2 separate regions of the Mus musculus genome follow, and region 1 is linked to region 2. A link is a contact called in public promoter capture Hi-C data. All regions are on one chromosome and are shown on one strand. The core of a region is the stretch at or near the end of the contact, and the rest is flanking DNA. Distances in the headings are between cores, read along the strand shown. Region 1 overlaps Itgb5 (integrin beta 5). Region 2 overlaps Heg1 (heart development protein with EGF-like domains 1).

The links. Capture Hi-C pulls out chosen DNA fragments and counts their contacts.
Region 1: a contact with region 2 is called in a promoter capture Hi-C map of liver. The contact joins two enhancer-like sites. A contact is called at or near these places in 1 of 484 Hi-C or Micro-C datasets (the HPC-7 cell line), 2 of 115 datasets of contacts at active chromatin or transcription factors (extraembryonic endoderm stem cells and pancreatic cancer cells) and 3 of 9 other capture datasets (adipose tissue, embryonic stem cells and liver).

The regions. Positions count from the first base shown.
Region 1 is chr16:33,884,554-33,888,956 of GRCm38.p6, forward strand. It overlaps Itgb5 (integrin beta 5), which reads left to right. Exons shown (of 15, transcript NM_001145884.1): 5 at 400-568. Among named protein-coding and RNA genes, the nearest start is that of Itgb5, 57 kb to the left of the region's middle. Within about 2 kb of position 1,493, at least 59 of the 459 cell types and tissues checked have an H3K27ac peak or open chromatin away from gene starts, as enhancers often do. A contact at or near this core is called in liver and pancreatic cancer cells, where this site is marked.
Region 2 is chr16:33,738,589-33,742,834 of GRCm38.p6, forward strand. Heg1 (heart development protein with EGF-like domains 1) reads left to right here. Exons shown (of 15, transcript NM_175256.5): 9 at 1-135; 10 at 3,774-3,908. Among named protein-coding and RNA genes, the nearest start is that of Muc13, 54 kb to the right of the region's middle. Within about 2 kb of position 1,418, at least 79 of the 459 cell types and tissues checked have an H3K27ac peak or open chromatin away from gene starts, as enhancers often do. A contact at or near this core is called in liver and pancreatic cancer cells, where this site is marked.

The DNA of each region.
Region 1 (4,403 bases), core at 243-2,742, 150 kb after region 2:
TCATTTGAGTTTGATTCCCAGAACCCACATGATAGAAGAGAGCTGATCTCTGCAAGTTGTTCTCTCATGTGTGTGTGTGTCTGTGTGTCCCCATGTGCGTGTTTGTGTACATACATGCACACTAAAATATAATGTAATTAAAAATTGAAAAGGTAGGGGCTGTAAGGATGGCTCAATGGTTAAGATTGACTGCTCTTCCAGAGGTCCTGAGTTGAATTCTCTGCACTTACATGGTGGCTCACAACCATCTGTAATGGGATCTGATGTCCTCTTCTGATGTGACTGAAGACAGCTACAGTGTGTAATCATATAAATAAAATAAATAAATGGATCTCTTAAGAGATTGAAAAGGCTTACAGATGATGATGGAAAATCCACCCTTCTCTCCTTCCTCTCTAGTTACAAGTTATTCCCCAACTGCGTCCCCTCCTTCGGGTTCCGGCATCTGCTGCCTCTCACAGACAGAGTCGACAGCTTCAACGAGGAAGTGAGGAAGCAGAGGGTGTCCCGGAACCGAGATGCCCCCGAGGGGGGGTTTGATGCGGTCCTCCAGGCTGCTGTCTGCAAGGTAAGAACACCCAAGCACGTGGCTCCCATTCACTGTTACATCAGAGGCTGAGCTCAGCCGCACCATGGCGGAATCTCTAGCAATCAAGTCAGCTAGACTTGGGAAGAGTTGAGCTTGTGTTGGGTGTGGCTCTGTGCGATAGGCTGGTGTCCTTGCCAGACAGATGGCTGTTCTGTGTTTATGCATCAGCTTTTTTTTTTTTTTTTTTTTTTGGCTTGTCATTTTAACCTTAAAGATTGCCTTACTGGGGAATCCAGCTGAAATAGAATCACCGAAGTCTTTGGCTGCATGCCTATGTTTGTTTTGTTTTTCCTGTTCCTCTGAGATGTGTGAATCCAGAGGGAGGGCAGAGATTTCAACCAGAAGGGAACTTTGACTTTGAGAGGTTCTCAACTTGGGGCAATACATGAATGCAATACAGATATCGAATTAGTGATAGAATAAGTTTGTACTGTCAAAAAAGCCTAATAGCAGCAGTAAAAGATTAATTATTCTGAGCTCATTACTGAAGCATGGGTTCTGTACGGTTTGGTTCATCTTTTTGGTCTCTGTGCATGAGCTCGGCAGTTTTCAGTAAGCTCCGTGTAGAGCGTCCACACTGGCGATGCATTCTTTTAAGAAAAGGAAGAAAATACTGGAAATCAACCAAAACCGATAGCAATAATGAATGTGTGCTATTTTTGCAGTGAAGCATTTCAAACATAATAGTGGAGAAAATGGAGAAATGAAACTGCACGCGTCCGTGGTCTGCCATTAGTGATCACGCGTGGCCACAGAGATCTTTGTGTCCACAGAGACCGTGTGCCCCTATCACTTGAGTGGTATTTCAGATATCATTGCCTTTCTTTCTTCACTGGGTCTGCTCCCCTTTGTCCAGATCAGAGGCTCCTAGTCCTGCTGACTGTGTGTGACAGAGGATTAATTATTCTGGAGTCCTGTGTACTTGGCTGGCCTCATAAGGGCCAGAGTTCTTGAATCCAGCACATGCGCTCCTCTGCTTCCATTGACCTTTGCTTTTGGTGATTAGTCCGAGGACAGGTCTGACTCACATCGTGGGTTCTCCTTGGCTCTGATATTCCTGGGTTGGACTACTCATTATCAACTTGTGGACCTTAGGGTTATTGCATGGCTTCTTTAAGGTCTAGCTCTAAGGCATGCTCTGTATTTCTTAGAAAGGTGATCTTTGCAGAAGATAAGGGAAATACCTGCTTCTCTTTGGTATTCTCACTAGTGGTAGTGTGTGTGTGTGTGTGTGTGTGTGTATGTATGCATGCGTATGCATGCTCACACGAGCATGCACACACAAGCATCCCCCCTGCCCTCTCCCTGCCCTCCACTGCTGCTCAGATTGCTGTTGGAGGAATTTAACGGTGTTTACAGCTAAGGGGCCACTCTCTTAGGCAAGCATCTTTTTCTAATGTAGTATCCACAAGTGGGTTAGGATTGGAGTGTGCATGCCATTACCTTTATTGCTTTATAAACCTATGGTTGAACTGGTTTATGCTTGTTCTGGGTCTCAATTATGGTTCCTCCTTTTATCAGTTATTGTTTCCCTCAGAACTCTCTAGAAGTTGGCTTTAAGTTGTGTATTCCTTATTCTAAAATTATACAGGTTGATGTGTGGTGAGTGGTTCAGACTGGGGCTATGGTTGCTTTCCTACTTTACCAAACAGGAAGCACCCTTGACCTCGGAGTAGGACGAGGAGTGGGTGGGGCAGTGAGTGTGGCCTCAGCGCTGAGGTTTCCAGACTCCAACTCTGTTTACTCTAACTATGCATCGGTGTCTTCAGGAAACTATTAAAGTATCGGATTTCTCAATCTCTGTCTGTCTCTGTCTCTGTCTCTCTCTTTATCTCTCTGTTCCTATGCTGTGTGCGCCAGGCTAACTGGCCAGCAAGCTTTGGAAACAAGGCTTGGAAAACTGACACAAGTCTAAGGTCTATAAGAAATCAGGCAGGCTCAAAGAAGCCAAGGAGTGATTCTGCTGCTTCTGCCTCCCATCTGGCCTTAGGAGTACTGAAATTACAGATGCGAACCCCTGAACCCCCAACTCCCGTGTCAGGTTTTTTACTTGGGTTCTGGGTCAAATTCAGGTTGCCAGGCTTCTGTAGCTAGTGTTTTTACAAGTTGAGCCATCTCCCCTGTCCCCGCCCCCGCCCCACCCCAACCCCTCTGCCTCTCAGGAGCTGGGATTAAAGGCCTGTGTCACAAGGTAAGGCCAGCTTTTTTTTTTTTTTTTAAAGGCTTTACTTATATAATGGCCAGTGTGTCATTTTCCTGGGCCCCATCAGGGCCTCTGTGTTCCAACCACAGTAGCTTCACTTACCTGGCTGGACTCTTGCACACCTGGGCTGCTTTTCCTGCTCTTCACTCCTTTTCCTTCCCTTCATTTTTTTTCTTCTTTCTTTCTTTCTTTCTCTCTCTCTCTCTCTCTCTCTCTTTCTTTCTTTCTTTCATATGGTTTCTTTTTCTTTTTCTTTTTCTTTTTCTTTTTTTTTTTTTTTTTTTTTTGGTTTTTGAGACAGGGTTTCTCTGTGTAGCCCTGGCTGTCCTGGAACTCACTCTGTAGACCAGGCTGGCCTCGAACTCAGAAATCTGCCTGCCTCTGCCTCCCAAGTGTTGGGATTAAAGGTGTGCACCACCATCGCCTGGCCCTTTTCTTTCTTAATAGAATTCATTGCAGCAAGCACTTTCCACCCCCTCCTCCAGCCTCCTGCATCTTGCCATCCCACATCAGGGAGGTGTGTTTGTTCCAGACAGTGGGCCATTGCTGATACACTTCACCCACTGTGCATTTTACACTATGGAGGTCCTGATGTTTGCAAACAAGGAACTGTCCTCTTCCCGTTACAGTGTTGTACGTGGCACCTTCCCCATCCCCAGAGCCTCGAGCTCACATATCATCCCTCCCTAAACCTGTTTTTAAACATCTGTGTGTGTGTGTGTGTGTGTGTGTGTATCTGTGTATCTGTGTATGTGTGTGGTGGTGGTGGGGGGTGGTTCAGATCTGGAAGACAGGAATTTGAGCCTTGGACCTGCAACATGCTGTCTCACACTGAGTGACAGTCCCAGACCTTTGAACTCCTTTCTTTGCATGTCTAACCTGGCTTGCTTGTGTTGCAGAAGTCAGCTTAAATGGCTGTCCATACTCCCTGACTGATCACCCTCACTGGGTGGGTCAGGGTCTCCTAAGTACTTGGTCATTCCTATCCCAGCTATCACTTTTTATTTTGTCCATTGCTTGAATGGCATGTCTCCTTATTGAGACACTAGAGGTGTTGTTGTTGTCATACCTGTGTGTCCCCAGCACCTAGGAAGGGTCTCTGTCACACATTGTGCTCCTCGTCTGTCCATCTTCCCACCATGCTCTGGTGCCTTCATGGCCTCCAGAATGTGATACATGCACCTTCAGAGTGGAGCCCTTAGTGCTGTGTACTGCAGTGCTCTCAGCTTGGTAGCAGTTCCAGTGGAGAGAAAAGTATAGAAACTAGGAGAAGGCCCCTATCCTTGGGGTTCTGTAGTTTTGTTTTTTTTTTTAAAGACAGGTTTCCCTGGCTGTCCTGGAACTCTTATGTACCGCAGGCATAATATGTATTCACAGAGGTCTACCTACTCTGCCTCTTGAGTGCTGCCATTAAAGGCCTGTACCACCACACCCAGTCAGCCACTCAGGGATTTTGAGTTTGGGGATCTAATTAGGGGTAAATGAAACATCCTGTTTATTAATGACCCATATGACGTTATTGATATTTGTGTATTGGTATCTTTCCTCTGCATCATTTATTCACTTTCTATAGTACTAGAAATGAAATCAGGGATGTTGATAGCTCAGACA
Region 2 (4,246 bases), core at 168-2,667:
TGAAAACCACCTTTGCCCTGGCCTCCAATGTGACACTGTTTGACCTGGCAGACAGGATCCAGAAATATGTCAACTCCTGCAGGTCCTCTGCTGAAGTCTGCCAGCTCTTGGGGTCTCAGAGGCGGGTCTTTCGAGGTAAGATGGGAGTCCTCTAGGGGGGGAAACCTGCTCTTGCAGGTAGGCATAGACTTAGAGATGGGAGGTTTGGGGACTCAGGCCCAGAAAAGCTCCTTCACAGAGCTTGTCTTTAGAAGTTATAAGCACAAGCCTTCATGACACTCAGTGCACACATCTGTCTACACATGGCCTTTTACAGCATCAGCTCCTTGGTATCTGGCTCCTTCTTTTCTTCTATACAGTGCCAGGGTGAGAGGAAGATATTACAGGAGCTGAAGGAACCAAAAGCTGTTACTCCCGCTTCCTGGGGAGACAGAAAGTGACATATAGAGTCTGTCAAGTTGCCAATGATCCAACAATCTTTATATGGTGATGACTAAGAAAAAACAAAGAGCTATGCTCATGCAGTATTACCTATCTTTTGTTTGTTTTCTATCATAAAACCATAGAATGACTAAGAGGGAGCATGGCAGGATGCTCCCAGGAGTGCCGTAATGACAGGACTCTCCCTTCCTTTGTTCTTGTTTGGTCGGAGGCTCTTGCCCTGTGTTGGGGTAAGGCCAATGAGAAAGGTGACTCAGGACAAGTCTGGAAGACAGACTTGCGTCTTTCAGGGATAGTTTTATAGCTGGGAGAAGAACACTTTGCTGGAATGAGAACCGCCCCTAGACACAGTGGGCTAGTCCCTCTTGGTGATCAAAGTGTACTCTGGTTAGCTCATTGGACCAGTGGTTGAGGTCTGGCAAAGGAAGGAGAGCTTAGGCTAAGTCTCCCCCATCTGGCATCCAGATGTTAGACATAAATTGAAGGTATCAGGTTTTGGTGCCATATCCGCTGGTTAGTCTAGGCCATTCCCAGTGGGTCAGGATGTTGTAACTGCTGGTCCAGAGCTTTCCTCGAGTGAACAGTTGCACTGCAGAGCTTGGGAGCTGATGCTTTCACCCTGAGATAGGCTCTGGGGGGCTGGCTACTTAGTAACTGGGGGGAAATGAGCTGAACATAACAGAGTTGGAGTGTTTTTGTTCAAAGTTCATGCCCTGTTCTAGGGTGCTGGATACTTTGAGGCTCTCTGGTTGTATGGTTTTGTTTCTCATGCCCAGGGCTCCAGGGTACTATTTTTCCTCCCAGTGAGGTAGGCACCCTTCAGTTTGCTAACCATTTCTAGACTGCATTTGGCGTGGTCAGCATTGGACCAAGGTACTTTTCTGTTGCCAGCTTGTGCATCTGTGCTTTGCAGATCAAGTTGGCAAGATTGTGTGGATGCGCAAGAGCCTGCCCTAGCAGGAGTGCTCGCTCACCCAGCTGCTTTGCTTGGACTGCCCCCATGTGGCCTATAGAAAGACTCTTGTCCCCATGAGGAGGCCATCCTCACTGTGTTCCCTTCCAGTCCCTTGAGCATAAAGACAGCCATGCCTAGTAGCCAAAATTGGACTCACATCTGTTTTTCCTCCAGATCTTCTCTAGGTTTTGCCAAAGGATCCAGCTCTGGCTCTTGGTAATTTTTCTGGAGCTAGAGAGGAGGCTAGACCAGCAGGTGCTGCACACCTTTGGGTTTCTAGCATCCGGGCAGCACTAGGATGCTCTGGACATTGCCGCTGGCGAGAAGGGCTTTGTCCCCTCAGTTCAGAGAATGTCCATCTCCCTCCTTTCAAAGCCCTTTAGTCCTCATGGTCTCCTGGGATTTAGAGACTTTGGAAATCCCCCCTCATGGCCTCAGCCTTGGCTTACTGAGTACTCATTGTCTATCTTGACGGATGTTATGCCCAGGAAAGACCATGGGAACGGTGAATGCAGAAGACTCACATCACCAAGGATCGATTTAAGTGAGATTCTGCATGGTCCTTTTGGGTGGCTTTATGAGACACGTTCATTGAGAAAGCCACTCCTCATTGGAGGGGCGGGGCCTGCCCTCCCTGTTCAAGCAGAAATCTGGCAGCAGGCAGGAACTGGTTGCTTTTGGCAATGAATATTCGTTAGCAGCCTAGATCAGTGGGCAGGATGGAAGGAGAACTTAACATTGACTTCCAGAAAATACCCAATCAGAGTGGGATTTCCCAGCCTAGGATGGCCTGGATACTCCTTATACTTGGAGGTGTTTTTCTCTGCTAAGTCTCATTGACTGGCAAAGCCTTCAGAGAAGTCAGATGTGAGGTGCCGGAAGCTGAGTTCCTCCCTGGTGCCAGCTTTGCAAAGTTTGCCTGGTGAGATTTTTCCGTTTAAACATTTCCCCTTAAATACAAACTTTTTTTTAAAAACAATAAACAAAGGAGCCCAGATTTAACATGTCAGCTTCCACTGATAAAGGCAGGAAATTCAATTCAGCACTGGGAAATGAAGCTGTGCCCTAATTCACCCGGCTAGACAGTCAGTCTCAGTTCTCGGGACCCTCAAGAGGGATGGATGCTGGGAATTCCACACGGGGCCCATCAAGCCCTGGTGTCAGCTCCCATCACCAGAATTTGCCCAGGCAAGGGTTAATTTTGCAGAATTAACAGGCACCTTCTGAAGAGCCTGGGGCCTTTTCTTTGACAATGCCTACAAAATTAGCACCCAATTTTCATTGTACAATGCTCAGACTCTTCCCATCCCCCTGCCACTCTCCTCCTGGGTTCAACTTGCTTTTGACCCCCCAACAGCAGAAGCACACATCTGCCATGTGAGGATAAGTTATTAGCCGCTGTCATGTTGGTTTCATAGTTCTGTTCTCCCTGTGCGCCCACTGACGTGTATCTTGGGTGGTAAAATGTACTCTTCATTATCTTGGCCGTATTAAAACCTCCCAGAGGACTATGTGCCCAGCAGTGAATGCTTTTTGATACGAATAAGCTGATTCTTTATCAACCATGAGATGAATAAAGCCCCCAAATGAACACAAAACCAGCCTTAAAACTGGGTTCTTTCCTCGTCTGCCTGTTTCTCCTGGTGATGGTGTAGCGACTGATCAGGCCAGTAGGACTTCCCCACCCCCACCCCCACCCCCACCCCCACCCCCACCCCAGCACATGCTCACCTACTGGTCTCTGTGCTGCAGATCCAGTGCTGAATAAACCTTCCTAACACTGTAGTGGGGAGACAAACAGACAGACAGACAGACAGACAGACAGACAGCTTCCTGCCAACCCTGGGGAATCAGATTACCATACAAACCTCGTTCTATAATAAGCCTCCAAAAGGCAACACACTGAGAGCAAAGCAAGCTGCCTTACCACAGAGTGGTCCTGGGCCCCTAGGACACAGAGCCCGGACATGTTTCCACTTGAGACTGGTCTGACTGTATTGGTTGGTTTGGGTCCAAGCTCCTGACTTCCTAAGAACATGGTCACATTTTCTGGGTTTGTTCCAGCCCCACCCCCCACCTCCCTTACTCCCAGTCCTTAAACGTGAAGGTACAGAATACACCAGGCTGCATTTGTAGGTTGGGCAGCGCCCTTTCCTTCCTCAGTTTGGTTTCTCCATAGGGAATGCTTGTGAATATTTATTTACTGGCGGTGACCAGGGAACAAGAGGTAGAGACTGTGTAGGGCCTCAGAGGACTATGGTTCCAAGAAGACTCTGGGAAACTCTCCCCTGAGCCTATTGAAATAGCAAGTTCATGCGTCATAAGGTGTGAAGAAGAGGTTTGGTTTGGTCTCACTGCCTTGTTTTTCACATCCCAGCGGGCAGCTTGTGTAAGCGGAAGAGTCCAGAATGTGACAAAGAGACCTCCATCTGCACCGACCTGGATGGTGTCGCGCTCTGTCAGTGCAAGTCTGGCTACTTCCAGTTCAACAAGATGGATCACTCTTGCCGAGGTAACTTCGGGTCCCCAGCAGTTGCGTGGCACATGCTCTGCAGCTGGTCTCTGCTCTAGGCAGGAGCAGTGCATTCCCTGCAGGTGGTCTCTGCTCAAAGTGTGATGCTTCTAAACTGGGGGTTACTGGCTCTATTTGACCAGCAGCAGGAATGAATACAGTGTTTCCTTGCAAGTATCTCCTGGTTTGTGGTGGTCTAGCCAATACCATTTAAAAGGAAAGGAAAATGGAAGCTATCACAAGGTCCCCTTTTCCCTCCTTGCTGTTAGAGGAAGTTAGAAAAATTAATTCTCTCCCCAAAGTGTTGTCTGTTAACTGCTTATCACTAAAGGTAGAAA